Linked DNA regions of Mus musculus: region 1 is linked to region 2. The links are chromatin contacts, called in public ChIA-PET maps. All regions are on one chromosome and are shown on one strand. The core of a region is the stretch at or near the end of the contact, and the rest is flanking DNA. Distances in the headings are between cores, read along the strand shown.

Region 1 (6,918 bases), core at 693-3,192, 85 kb before region 2:
CAATGTTCTGATGGTTTGAATAAGAATGGCCCCCGTAGGCCCACAGACTTAGATGCTTGGGGGGAGGGCCCCAGGGGTGACACCATTTGAAAGAAGTAGGAGCTATGGCCTTGTTGGAGGAAGTGAGTCATGAGGGATGGGCTTTGAGGTTTCAGAACCCCAAGCCAGGCGCAGAGGTTCTCTCTCTTCTGCTGCCTGTGGGCACATGCAGAACTCTCAACTTCTCCAACACCATATCTGCCTGTGCGCTGCCTTGCTCCCTGCCATGACAATTGGCTACAAACCAGCCTGAAACTATCAACCAGCCCCAGTTCAATGCCCTCTTGTATAAGAGTCATAGTCATGGAGTCTCTTTACAGCAATAGAAGGCCAACTAAGACAATGTAAAACTTATTATTTCTAAGAGTTTTGGACCACGGTTGGACCTCAGGAGGCCACGCCACAAGCATTAGTCACCACCGTGTAGGTCATTTTAACTTTAATTTTTTTTTTCAAATAAGTACAATACTAAGTGCACTCAATATTCTTGAAGTTCTTTCTTGATGCTAAAATAGGCAGTATCCTTGGGCTGGGTCAAAATGCCACACACGCTTGAAGACTTAATAAGTTTCGTACTTGTTAGCAGATTACCATCAGAAATGTCAAGCTAATTATTGCTCTCAACAGAAACAAAAATGAAGGAGAGTCTACCCATGTCGGATTTGGCATTTTGTGTTTGTAAAGCATTTCCAGAGCTGTGTGGGGAAAGATTTAATCTCGGGCTTGCTTGTTACCTCTTTGATTGCTTGTGACATTTTTAAGTACGTGTGGCTCTGGCACATGAAAACAAAAGATAATGTTACAAGAATGGATATATATATATATATATTTAAACAGTGCTATTAGAGACAATTGAGCTACAGGGAACTGTACCTGCTTAACATAAACATTGGAATGTTCTGGAACATGTGGACCTGTGAACAGTAAGGACAGAAGGAAGTTTCCACTTCACCCTCCAAAGGTTCACGGGAGTGAACTGCCCATAGACTGGTGAATAAGAGAGAAAGGTATAGAGAGAGTGTCTCACACACATCACTTGTCAATTAAAAAAGATAGCCAATGAGCTGAGGCAGGAAGTAGGGGGTGGGACACTGGCAAGAAGAGAGTGGATTCTGGGAAACGGTGAGACCACAGAAAGGTGGGTGGGTTCATTTAACATGTGATTCCCCAGGGAGCCAATGAGTGATAGATGCTTATCTGCTCCGCCTCTTAGGAGAGAAGAAAGGGGTGAGCCCCAAGGCCACACCGTGGCTTGTGGCTTGAATGTAAGTCCGTCCCTCTGACTCTCTCAGCTGCTTTTCCAGTAGAGCTCAGGCCCACCTACCCAGGAATGGCACTACCTACCTGGGTCTGGACCGTCCTGTATCAATAATTGATCAAAAACCGGTGGCCACAGGCCAATCAATGTGTGTTACCTCAATTTTGGTTCCCTTTCTCCTAGCGGAAGGTAACTATGACAACTGTACAGGAGGAAACCTAGAGGACCTTGAATGTTACAAACTTTATTTATTTATTTATTTATTTGGAACATAACATTTTTATTGATCCTCTGGGAGTTTCACATCACGTACCCCGATCACATTTACTTCCCAATCTTTTATTGTCTGACCCGACTTGTGACCTCACCCCACCCCACCCCACCCCCAGCCAAAAAAAGTAAAAATAAAAATAAGAATTAAAAAAGAAACAAGTCCAATTTGTGTTATTTATATACTCATTGGACTGGGGCATGGTCACTCTCCCAGTGGTCTGTCCCTTGAATAGAACTGAGTCCTCCCCCCACACCTCTGCCTGAAGCCATCCGTTGTGGAGAGTACTTCAGCATCTCTGTCACACTGTTATAAGAGTTCTCTTCAGTGGCTTCCTGTCTAGCTGTTACTTTGGGGGTGGGGGCAGGAGGAGGATGGGGTTGTCACAGAAACCTTCCATGTCCCTTCCTTGCAGCTGTGCATCTGCTGTCATCGATATCACAGCGAAAGTAACCTCCTTGCTCTTCAGTCAGCTAGAGCACCATCATGGGCCTCTGCGTGGTTTCTGGTGACAGCACAGACCACAAACACAGCCCCTGATTACAGTGGACCACAGACCCTTACAAGACCCTTGGAGGCAGCCCAGACTGTGGGCTTCACCATGGCCCTCAGGTGGCCACTCAGATCAGTATGGCCCATGACAGCTGCACAGCCCACAGACATCCACATGGCCTTCAGTGACAACACAGGTCACGGACATTGACACAGACTGTCCCTGGCTGCAGTAGAACCCAGTAGGACCCGGACATTACCATGGCCACAGAGGGCAGCTCGAAGGTCCCCCGTATAATTATGGCCTATGGTGGAAGCACAGCCTATAGACATCAACGTGGGTTCAGGCTGCAGCACAGACCATGGACATCCACATGGCCCTTGGTGGTAATGTGGGCCACAGACATCAATACTGTCCCATCTTCATGTTATAAACTTTAAATAAGTAGATTTAAACTTTAAATACAGTAGATTTTATTTGAGATGAAAAACACAAACCATGAAAGAATGGGTAGAGTTGGTCTCATTAAAATCAAACATTTTTAGCTGTGCAAGAGACTGTTCAGAGAATAAAACAAAAAGCTACATCCTGGAAGAAAAATACTCGTGATTCGCATACCTGATAAACAATTTGCACCCAAAATTGACCCGTCCAGCAGGCCCAGTTATTCGTGGGTCTCGAGGGGACTGCTCCTAAAACTAAATGGGGGGTGGGGTGAGAGAGAAACGGAGGCCAAGCACAGAAAAGAGACGGAGCCAATCTGAATCTTGTCAAGGCCTCGTTGTATTCAGCAAAGCTTGTAGTTTTTATACAAAAAGATCAAAGGGGAAATAACCCTTACGCAGAAGGGCAGTGGGGAGCAGTGGTAATTTTCCTTGGTGACTACAAGGGGAAGTATGATATCTAAAAGTACATCTTGTGGTTATGACATCTGCTGTTTGTGTCATGTGGGAAGCCACATGCGCCATTGCAGGGTGGTGCTGGCCACCACTGGCCACCACACATACATAGGCAGTAAAGTTTCTTGCCAAGATGAGGTTTTGAGAGTTAACCAATCAGATGAGAGACAAGTTAACCAATCAGATGAGAGAAAAGTTAACCAATCAGATAAGAGACATGTTAACCAATCAGATGTGAGATATGCAAATGAGGTGGTAAGCATAACCCATGCATAACCAATCCGTGTGTGAGACACGCCTCTCCTAGGTCTTTATAAGCAGCACCAGTTCTGGGCTTGGGGTTTCTCTTCGCTTCTGCAATCAGTCTCTCCCAATAAACATGTGCAGAAGGATCCTGTTCAGCATCATTCTTGCTGGTGAGTCGGGTGCGTGCAAGAAGTGGTGCCAAAATCCGGGAAAAGAAACATCTTCAGGCACGAGCGAAGACCCCCTGCTACAGGGAGGATTCAGAACTGCATCACGGGGAAGGAGCGGTTAATAAAGTGTTCCCGTAAAACAGACTGCTGAGAAGGATCCGGCGTGGATTCAGAACTCTTCAGCTGAGGAACGGTGGTACCAGTAAGTCTCCCAAATTGATCCCCGCGTTAAAGGGGGATATGTTTTTTTAAGAAAAAGGAAAAGAAAAGGGAGGAAAAATGAAGGAATCAGTGATAAAGAAAAGGAAATAGTGAAGGAAAGGAAAAGGGAAAGGAAAGGAAAGGAAAGGAAAGGAAAGGAAAGAAAGGAAAGAAAGGAAAGGAAAGGAAAGAAAGGAAAGAAAGGAAGGAGAGAAGGGAAAGAGAGAAGAGAAGGAAAGAAAGGATTGAGACGATAAGGTTCCCGGCTTTGGGACATGTTAAGGTTCATGAGTTATGCTTTTTTCTCCCATTGACTCTTTGTGGGTAGGTCTGATAGTTTTGGTCTTGTTTGTTCTGATATATGGACTCTGTTACTGTTTGAAACTGTGTGTAGAGGCAGTCAAGACAGGTCAGAAAATCCTTACAGAGCAACAAGAGAGTATGTCGGAAGAGGAGAAGGGCTTAAAAAAAAAGAAAGAAAAAGAAAGGAGACACAGTGTTATCAGGTGGACAGAAAGGACAAAATAAAAGAGCCGAGGCGGAGGAGGAAGGCGAATTAGCTTCTGCGCCCCCTCCCTATGCCTCCTCAGCAGCCACCTATAGGCAGACCTTCTGTCCGGAGGTTTGGAGAGAGGTTAGATTCTCCTTGCTGGGATGTCCTATTTTCACCGACTAAGCAAGGCAGAGATATCATGAGCCTCTAGATTTCAAAGTAATCAGGAATTTGGCTGAGTCCATGCAGACGTACGGCTTAACTGCCTCCTATACTGTGACTCAGGTAGAGACCTTGAATAGACACTGCATGATGCCGTCTGATTGGGCAGTCTTGGTGAAGGCATGCCTTTCACCTGGGCAGTATTTAGATCGGAAAGCCTTCCTTATTGAATTTGCAAATGAACAGGCAGCGTCTAACTCTGCTGCAGGAAATCCAGCATGGGATAAGGATATGCTGCTTGGTCAAGGTCGCTTTGCACAACAACAGACAGGACATCCAGTGCAGGTGTTTGAGTAGGTGAATCAGATTGCCATAAGGGCGTGGAAATCATTGCTCACCTGTGTTGACAGTGTTGACGTGGGCAAGAGGGTCTGTTTGTGTGTTTCCTCAGGATCACCGACAACAGCTGTGGGTCCCAGAACGGCTGACCAGAGCAATTCAAAGCAAGCAGAGCTATGAGGACGTGGATGTTCCTGTGGCTGGGGGTGCTCCCGCTAGTGAGAACTGAAGAGCTCTGTGTTCCTGAAACCATGCTGTTGACGCATTCAGGTGTTTCCTCAATTCTTTACATCTAATGCCAGATTTTAAGCCTTAATGGAACTCAAATAGAACCCGTCATTGTTGGCAATTTTACCTCTTGGCTTACCTCTGCTTTTTCTTACTTTAAGGAATGGGTGGGAGTGATTTTGTTTGGTGCTGCCATATGCTGTGGACTGGTGTTCATGCTCTGGTTGGTATGCAAGTTCAGAACCCAACAAAAACGTGACAAGGTGATTATAACTTAGGCACTTTTAGCTATTGAAAACAGCACCTCCCCTGAAGTTTGGTTATCTATGCTCAAGAATTAGTCGGCATCTGAGTTCTCTGCTCTTGCACCCCATGGATTTATAGATCCATTGCACTGGAATGAGAGAGACTCAACGATCATTGATCAGCCCTTGCACATCACTGAGGTTTCCTCATTGTACGCGATAGGGTGATCATGACTTCCCTACTAATTCATTTTTTGGCTGGCCTCTTTTGTAGAGTTCGCCCTAGGTCATCTAGCAGCTATTGTCACACAGAACTGCGGTATCCAGAGACGGGCAACTTTCCTCATGCACAGACCAACCTAAGACACGGGACCCAGTGGCGATAGGGTTACCCTATGACGGGTAAGGCTGTGACATTAGAGGAACGACCTAAAACAGCAGCCACGGTGGATGGACATAATTGCACAGGCCTAGTCCAGCCTCATTTTATTAAAACAAAAGGGGGAGATGTGGGAAGCCACATGTGCCGTTGCAGGGTGGCACTGGCCACCACTGGCCACCACACATACATAGGCAGTAAAGTTTCTTGCCAAGATGAGGTTTTGAGAGTTAACCAATCAGATGAGAGACAAGTTAACCAATCAGATGAGAGACAAGTTAACCAATCAGATGAGAGACAAGTTAACCAATCAGATGAGAGACATGTTAACCAATCAGATGTGAGACATGCAAATGAGGTGGTAAGCATAACCCATGCATAACCAATCCGGGTGTGAGACACGCCTCTCCTAGGCCTATATAAGCAGCACCAGTTCTGGGCTTGGGGTCTCTCTTCGCCTCTGCAATCAGTCTCTCCCAATAAACGTGTGCAGAAGGATCCTGTTGCAGCGTCGTTCTTGCTGGCAAGTCTGGCGTGCGCAAGAGCGTCAGTCAGGTCTGGAGTCATCTTGTGTAATTGTTGGTGTCCTTCATCTGGACTTAGTCAGCTTGGGGAGGGGGTCAACTGGAACAGTCTGTTGGTGACCTTTGTCTGGATTTAGTCAGCTTGGGGAGGAGGTTCAGCTTTATGTCTTAAGACTTGGTGGTCATCTTTTTCACTTGGATTATTATAAAGAATTTAGTTTTGGCTCCCAACACAAAATATACAATATATATTTTCAAGTTTATTTGTTTTATGTGTGCATTTTCCTGTGTGTCTGCCTGTGCACCATAGGGGTGCAGTGCACACAGAGGCCAGAAGACGGCGTCAGATTCCCTAAAACTAGAATTATGTATGGTTGTGAGTTCCTATGTGGATGCCGGGGGGAACTAACCTGGGTCATCTACAAAAGCAGCCAGTGCTCTTAACCACTGAACTGTCTCTCCAGCCCTCAACAATTTACACTTAAAACGCAAAAATAAGAAAGATCCCAAGTTTAATAGTGGACAAAAGGTCTGAATGAACAGTATACAAAGAAGAAAGCAGGAAAGTATCCAAAAAAAGATGCCCAAAGAAGAAGAGGAGGGAAGGAGAGGGAGAGGGAGGAGAAGCAGAAGAGCAGGAGGAGGAAGAAGAAGAAGCAGAGAGGAGGGGAGGGGAGGGGAGGGGAGGGGAGGGGAGAGGAGAGGAGAGGGGAGGAGAGGGGAGGAGAGGGAAGGGGAGGGAAGGGGAGGGAAGGGGAGGGAAGGGGAGGGAAGGGGAGGGAAGGGGAGGGAAGGGGAGGGAAGGGGAGGGAAGGGGAGAAGAGAAGAAGGGAGCATTCAGAACCTGCTCAGTTCTATGGCTCAGGGGTTCAGGATGCCACTGATCGACAGCTAGTTTACTTAAAGTGTAAAGTCCAGGGCCAGAACTTCAGACACAACAGGAGTCAAGAATCTGCATTGCTTCTGTGATT
Region 2 (7,886 bases), core at 1,470-3,969:
TCTGAACCCTCTATGCAAATCTGGCTACCTCCCAGCCATGATCCCAATTAATACTTGCACTTTAATGTTGTTCTAGCTCTGTCTGCCTTAGATGTTTCTTCCCATGGTGTCTTCCCAGACCCTCTCCTCATGGCTTCCCTGGAACTCCCTTTCTGTCTCTGCTTCCACTGGCTGGTGGAAATTTCCACCCTAGTCTCTCTTCTGTCCAACCACTGGGTGACCAGCATTTATTAACGAGGCAGAAAATAAATAGTAAGAATTGCTTACACAAATTTAAGACAAGAGATTCTAGACATGAAGACTACAATGCCATGTCCTGATTGGAACAAGATATGAGGGCAGAGAAATCAGCCTTTGAATAACACGAGAATAACCTTTAGACTGTGCACAAAAGCATTATGCCCACAGATGAAGCCAATGGTCTATATAGGGCTGTGACTATTAATCTACACAGAGCAAAGCAACTCAAATTCATTTAGGAAGTCAAACAGAGCTGAAGAGATGGCTCAGCAGTTGAGAGTGCTTACTGCTCTTGCAGAGGACCTGGGTATAGCTCCCAACACCTGAAGCTTACAACTGCCTGTAACTGTCATTTCCAGGGTACCTGATGGCTCCTGGCTTCTTTGGACATCTGCATACATATAGTGCTCATAAATATATGTAGGCACACACATATACGTATGTCTTTAAACAAAAGAAGAAGAAGAAGAAGAAAAATCTTATAATTTTCTCTTTCAAGTTTAGATAAAAAATAATATATACAATATCAGCAGTAGATTGTTCATGGAGTTTGCCATTTACATACTGTAGCTGATATTATTTAAACCTTTTTACAAATGCAGTCCAAAGCTGTTACCTTAGCTCCGTGGTGCTGATGCTGCATCCCTTTAATACAGTTCCTCATGCTGTGGTGACCCCCAAGCATAAAATTACTTTGTTGCCACCTCCGAACTGTATGTTGCTACTGTTCTGAGTCATAATGTAAATATCTGATATGCAGGATATCTGACATGTGACCCCTGTGGGGGTCATGACCCACAGGTTAAGAAATACTGCCTTACACTAAAACCTCTTGGTTTTCCTCACTGATAAACGCAGATTTTTAAGCGTGTCTTCAATGCAGCCAAGCCACAGTGTATCTGTGATGTACCTAGGGAGTAAGAATGGCCGATAAGGGATTTAAAGGAACTCTCAGCATCGATGATAACCGTAGGCCGTACAGAGAAGAAATGATTTAACCATGAGTAGATCTCACATTTGTGATTAAAAAATGAGCAGGAAGTGGGCGAAATTGACATAATCTGATAAGAAACCAGGGAAGTTGTTGAATCTCGTGTTGTCACTGAGGACACTGCGGTTCAGAGCCAGAGGAAACATCGTGTCGTCTGCCAGGTCTGAAGTCATAAGTAGCACTGGCCCCAACAGCAGACAATGGACAAGGAGCCTGGCTAGGCCTTCCGTAAGCCGTGTTTGGCAAATGGAGATATTCTGACAGGCTGCTTCCACAGTTGTGGGCTCAGTGAAACCTGGAGGCCCCCGCCCTGCCCTGGACTCTTCTCTCTTCAGTTCAGGATTCCAGACAACATCAATGGAACACTGGCAAGAACCGGTCTGCAGCCAACATCACGCCCATTGGCACTGTCCAGAGGTCAGTGGCCTCTGTCTTTCCAGGGTTTTGAGAACACACATGAAAGTCAAGCATTGACTGAGACAAGAAAGTTCTTCCCATCTTAGCAAATATCAGAGACCAGGCAAATGGTGACAAAGACGACATGGACTCTTTCAAATGTCCTCTTCTCACCCAGTGGAAACTTCTGTGGATCCTCACTTTGCAATCCCCCATTTGATGTTTAAAACAAAGTCATAAGTATGAGAATATGAAGTCTGTAGACTTACTTTATCAAAAATGCTTTTTGATGCTAACAAATTTCTTTAATATTTTAGTGTTTTCTCCTATGACAAGATTTGATGGGTTTCATGTCTGTATAGGATATATATTAGCATCACTAGGATCCTTCAAAACTGATAATCTCTGTGTTTAAAAAGAAAAAAGAAAAAGGGAAGGGATAGGGGATTTTCGGAGGGAAAACTAGGGAAGGGGATAACATTTGAAATGTAAATAAAGGAAATATGTAATAAAAAGAAAAAGGAAAAGAAAAAGAAAGAAATGAGGAAGGTCCATGGGCCAAAGCAAAGAATGTTTTCCGGATGAAAAGCTTTCCCCTGGCTGTTCTTTTCAGACAATAAACAGTTCAAGCAAAGTAAAAAAAAAATGCAGAAAAACTAAGGTTAAAGAGGAAAACACTGAAGTCAGAGGACATGAAACCAGCAGAAGCAGCAGAAACAGGAAGTAGAGACCAAAATGGTTGTTTTGTAAAGTCTGTGGGTATGAAACCTTCTTCTGGGGAAATGTGAACCCAGGCTGAAAAGCAAGGACCCACTTCATAAGGCACTAAGGAACTAGTCCACATTAATTTAAAAAAAAATTTCTTGCTTGTCAATTGCTTTGCCTACTTTAAGCTGAAAGGGGAATTATTAAATAATATTGGGCATCTTATAAAAGCCAGGTTACAAGAGCAGCTGTCATAAAAACAGATCTCTAACATGCCGGAGAAACACAAAACCTCCTATACCACATTTGGCACAAGAATGGATCCTGCACACAACCACTTCCTTGGGGCACCCTGGCTTCCACAACTCTTACAGAGATCAGAGGTACCTGTGAGTCACTGAACTAGAATGCATCTTAGGGGCAAGGAATAAAATGACTATATCTTAGCTGCAAGGGAGTCAGGGAATATGAATCTTCTGCTTTAGAAAGGCATGGTCCAGAATATGGAAGGATGTTCAGTGATATTGAATACCCACAAAGAACACATGCCCACTACAAACAGTGATGATTGTGCCTCAGGAAAGGTAATTGGGCATGATCTGTTTAAAAAGGGTTAGAGTAGAGAAGGCTGCATGTGAGACAAGCTAGGAGCTGGTTGTGGTAATGAGCAGTAATGCAGTCTTGTCTTACGTCTGGGGAGTACCAGGAAGGGGAAGTTTCTATAATCACTAATGGCATAGAATGACAACATTCAGTCATGAAAGTTATGGACACATGGAGGTTAGGAGTAGGTGCCATTCTGAAGAGGAAAGTTGGGTCTGATCTAAGCCATATTCACTTGAGGGGACAGAAGGCTCCTCGGGTTGACAAAGCTAGCAGATGATTGGTAAGTTATCCACTAGAGTCAGCCACAAAATAAATTTTTTAAAAAAGGAAGAAAGGGGAGAGAGAGGGAGAGAGAGAGAGAGAGAAAGAGGGGGGAGGGAGAGGGAGGGGAGAGTGAGGGGGATGGGGAGGAGGAGAGGGGGAGGAGAAGAGAGAGGAAGAGGGATGGGGAGGGGGGAGAGGGAGGGAGGGGGAGGGGGAGAGGGAGAGGAAGGAGGGGGAGGGGGAAAGGGATGGGGAGGGGGGAGAGAGAGACAGAGAGGGAGGGGGAGAGGGAGGGGAAGAGGGAGAGAGAGAAGAGAGAGACATAAAACCCAGTATGAACAAATGGAATTTAACACCGGGGGTTTTTTCCTCTTAAAAACTAGTTTCTAGCCGGGCATGGTGGCACACGCCTTTAATCCTAGCACTCGGAGGCAGAGGCAGGTGGATTTCTGAGTTCGAGGCCAGCCTGGTCTACAAAGTAAGTTCCAGGACAGCCAGGGCTATACAGAGAAACCCTGTCTCCAAAAAACAAAAACAAACAAACAAAAAACAAAACAAAACAAAACCAAAAAACCTAGTTTCTAACCATCTGCTCTAGTGATGAGCAAGGCAGAGCCCAGGGCCAGGTCTTATCCAAATAACATTCCTTTCTGTGTAACTATGTCTTGGCAGGGGTGGTGGTAGAGATCTAAGTGTTTGTGTCTAGGTGAGAGGGGGATCATACATAAGGAGGCAGGCTTTGCTTTTATTACAGTCACTTGTCACCTGGGCAGAGACATTAAGCCACTGTTGGAAGTCAAAATAGTCTGCAGTGCTGCAGCTTCCGTAGCACCAACCTGTGGAAGGGAAAGGAAGGGTTTGCTCCCTAGTCCATAAGCACTTGCTGCTTGCAGCCCCCTCTTAGACCTCCACGACCATCCCCCAGTCTCTGACAATGAGCTTTACAGAAAGAGGCCCACCAGAAAGTGAATGGGAGGATTGTTACCCACAGAGAGTCAACCAAGTTGGGAGCTGGCACTTTCTTTTAAATCAAGGGACACTTTTGTTCTGAAGATTAAAACCGCCCGTCAGAGCAGCCTGAGCTGCCCCCACAGAGGAGGGGTCTCAGCTGCCCCCTCTGCTCTGGCCAAGATAACAGAGGACTGACCACAACCAAGGTCTTCAGTACCATCCAAAGGGTCCCCAAGCCAGCACTACTCTAGAAATTGGGAACAATGAGCTACTCAGCATGACACAATGTCACAGGGATGATATTTCTTCCTCTAAGAACTCTGTGTCTTGTGGGGACTTGTGGATAATACCAGCGAGTACAAGGTGCCCACACAAGCAGATGCTCTGCTGTAGGGCAGAGTCTCAGCACACCATCTTTTCTTCCTGTCTGTCTGTCTGTCTGTCTATCTGTCTTCCTTCTTTCCTTCTTTCTACTCCTCCTCCTGTTTCTTCTCCCTCTCCTGTTCCTCCACATTTTTCTTCTCTCCCTCCTCCCCTCCCCTGCCCCTTTCCTGACCCCCTCCCTTAACTTTCCCAGCAGGAAGGACAACCTGGTCCTCTTGGTTAGCTAGGGCAGCTCCCTACAGAACAGTCTGACCCTCTCTGTAAGAAATGGCAGCACTCCCAATAGGCATGGAGAGAATCAGGGTGCTTAAGATCCTGGGGCACCACAACTATGTAATTATTTGCAAGTTGCTAACACTGTTTCTGAGACAAAGTCCTTTAATACCACCTCAAAGGCAGAGCCTGGCTAGCCAAGACGAGGGCCTCCCTCCTTTGTTCATATGACCGCCATCGGGGCTCAGAGGCAGGGCTGGCTCTTGAAACCGGCTGAGGTCTGGACACACCTGCACATACATTCCTCAAACAACTAAGTACTAAGGTGTTTTCCTTGGTTGAGCTCAGGGATAGCTAAGAACCAGCTTTTTGTTCCAGCACTCAGGAGGTAGAGGGAGACAGATCTTTGAGTTCAAGGCCAGCCTTGAACTGGTCTACGGAGCGAGTTCCAGAACAGCCAGGGCTACACAGCTTTTCAAGGGATCTTGCAGGGGTCACATATTTTCAATATCACAGATTCAAAATCCTTCTTGCCATATGCTAGCTCCTCCCAAAATCAAGCGCATGGTGTGGGAAGAGGCAGGTTAACTGTTAACACAGTGTGCGAAAGGAACACCCAATTGGCAGGCAGTTTGTCCCCTCTCCTTTCCTACCTGATACCAAACTGAGCCTGGAGGCATATCTGAGGGTATTTCTTTCTGCAAAAAACAAAACAAAAAACAAACAAACAAACAAACAAAAAAAACTAGCACTCTCTTGAATTGGCTTCTCTGCCACTCAGTAGCAAGCTCATAAGTCAATCCAGGAAGCTCAACTTTTATGCTTGTCTCTCTGAGCGGACATATTGCCGTCAAAGGCTTTTGTGGATGGTTACCAAAGGGCAAAGCTTGCCCTTCCATATGTCCATCTGGGTTCCAGACCTAGCAACTATAACTTTACAAGATGGGGGACACACATAGAGCAGAAGGACCAAGATGCCGTGGGCTTTGTCCTCAGGGCTGAAGATACTTTGTCAGAAAGTACCAAGGGTACCGAATAGGGTACAAGAAGATGTGGGCTGGTGATGCTGAAGCCAGCATTTGTCTTTCTGCTCCAATACTAGGAGCAAAGGTATCTGTAATCACTAAAGACACAGAATGGCACCATTCAGCTATGACAGTTGATGCCACTAACAGACACAGGGAGGTTAGGAGCCAGTGCCATGGCTGAGACCTTTCTGAGGCCACTAGAAGTCCCTGGCAATAGTGTCACTAGCCCATTGGCCATGACAGTGTATTCAAGGCCAAGACTCACAGAGCTCCTGTCCAGGAAAGCAACGCTTGAGAAAAACATGTCTTGTCTGCTACGGAGACCTGCAAAGTCTCCTCCAACAAGCTTCAATAAACCCAGGGTCAGTTTTCCCCTCCCTTAGTTACTAAACGAGGCACAGGAGAAGTCCTTCATGATTCTGCAGATAACGAAATGGGTCCTAGTCTACCTGGTGAGCACTCAGGACAAAGTCTGCGTTAAAGAGTGCAGCAGACTGACCTTTCTGAGTCACTGGCTTGCTCTGAGATCCCCGAAGAGGGCAAAGTGAACCAAGAATCCTGAGGGAGGGGCGGCAGCACAGGGTGGGCCCCAGAATGCTGATCCCTGCTGTGGTGGCCCCCAACCAGCTAGAATTACACCCCCAACCCCTAGGCAAACAAAGCAGAGGTTCCCTTCTTGTGTGGTCTAAACCGGTCCCTAGGTGGAGGCAGAACGAGGAAGAAAAGGTCAGGAGGGCAGAGGCTGCTATTTTTTTTTTTTTTGTCTTTCTTCGAGACACACACACACACACACACACACACACACACACACACACACACACAGTGGTCTAATTGTCTCCTACCTTCAGGCAAACCTCGGTGGTCCAGACCCTTCCCTCTCCCGTTAGTAGAAGTTTCTCTCTTCCCGGGGCTACCTGCAAGCCTGGCCCTTACCCCATTCCATGAAAGACAGATGACTGCATCCTTGCATCTGGAAGCGCTTATGAGCAGCACATAGCCGACTTCACACACAGTATATATTAGAAGGCAAGAGCAAGAGAGCAGAGTGAGGAGAGCAGCCCCTTATAAGTGAGTGCGCATGCCTGGCCATCGCCAGGTAACTGTGGGGCGGAGCTTAGACGAAATGCTAACAGTATCTTCTAAGCCTCCCTTTAGCCAGTTCCTGCTATGGATAGACTCTGGAGTCCAGAGGGGCTATGACATTTGTCTAACATCATCCCACTTACAAACAAACAACAACCAGATCTGTCTAGCGTAGCTGAGTCCTTCGTACGCTCCAATGCGTCTTCTTCATGTTTGTGATGTCATTGCCTTAACAGCCCAGCATCACAATGCTAGCCCCAATACGGGGTGAGGAGGCTGAGAGTGTGGAGTTCCTCTGGCCCACAGGCCTGGCATTCCCAGGGCTCCAGAAACTTGTCAAAGCAGGCCGTCTGGCTTCAGAGCCCTCCTTACTGATCCTAGGTATGTTTCTGCCACAGATAAAAACTGAACGAAGGCCAGGCGTGGTGGAGCATGCCTTTAATCCCAGCACTCAGGAGACAGAGGCAGGCGGATTTCTGAGAAATTCGAGGCCAGCCTGGTCTACAAAGTGAGTTCCAGGACAGCCAGGGCTATACAGAGAAACCTTGTCTCGAAAAAAAAAAAAAAAAAAAAAAAAAAAAACTGAACGAAGGTTCAAGCAAACCCTTCCCTGCAAACCCCTCACATGTCTTACTTAACCTCGAATGTGTAAAGTAAGTTACCAGACATTGAGCCAGAATGCAGATATTTATTCCACAGGATATGGCCCCAGGCTTGTTTGCTTGTTTGGTTTTCACTTTTATTGCAGTTTGCAATGATGCAGATCAGCTATACGCCAACCACATGCTGGACCACAGAGCCTCATCCCAGCTCCCATTTTGTATATTTTAACAAGCCCCCAGATGACCTCTGTGTAGGTGGTCCACTGGCTCCAGCTTCTTTTTCTCATTATCTCTGACCGCCTAAGATGTCCCACCCACCCGCCACCATTCGCATGGTACCCCATCTGCTCCTGAAAGTACCGTTCTCTCCTGCCTGACTTGTCCTGTGGTTATATTCACTAAACAGTAGCCTTTCCCAGCAAT

The links. ChIA-PET counts read pairs in DNA pulled down with a chosen protein or histone mark.
Region 1: a contact with region 2 is called in an RNA polymerase II ChIA-PET map of memory CD8 T cells, with 21 read pairs. The contact joins two enhancer-like sites. A contact is called at or near these places in 5 of 484 Hi-C or Micro-C datasets (cerebral cortex, embryonic stem cells, macrophages and 2 more) and 2 of 115 datasets of contacts at active chromatin or transcription factors (embryonic stem cells and memory CD8 T cells).

Annotation. Positions count from the first base shown.
Region 1 is chr5:148,674,830-148,681,747 of GRCm38.p6, reverse strand. No RefSeq gene overlaps it. Among named protein-coding and RNA genes, the nearest start is that of Gm36140, 44 kb to the right of the region's middle. Within about 2 kb of position 1,942, at least 50 of the 459 cell types and tissues checked have an H3K27ac peak or open chromatin away from gene starts, as enhancers often do. A contact at or near this core is called in macrophages and memory CD8 T cells, where this site is marked.
Region 2 is chr5:148,590,019-148,597,904 of GRCm38.p6, reverse strand. It overlaps Gm46929 (a long non-coding RNA gene), which reads right to left and starts at 7,032. Exons shown (of 2, transcript XR_001785023.2): 1 at 6,621-7,032; 2 at 3,928-4,038. It overlaps Gm35994 (predicted gene, 35994), which reads left to right and starts at 7,140. Exons shown (of 3, transcript NR_168911.1): 1 at 7,140-7,242. Within about 2 kb of position 2,719, at least 57 of the 459 cell types and tissues checked have an H3K27ac peak or open chromatin away from gene starts, as enhancers often do. A contact at or near this core is called in macrophages and memory CD8 T cells, where this site is marked.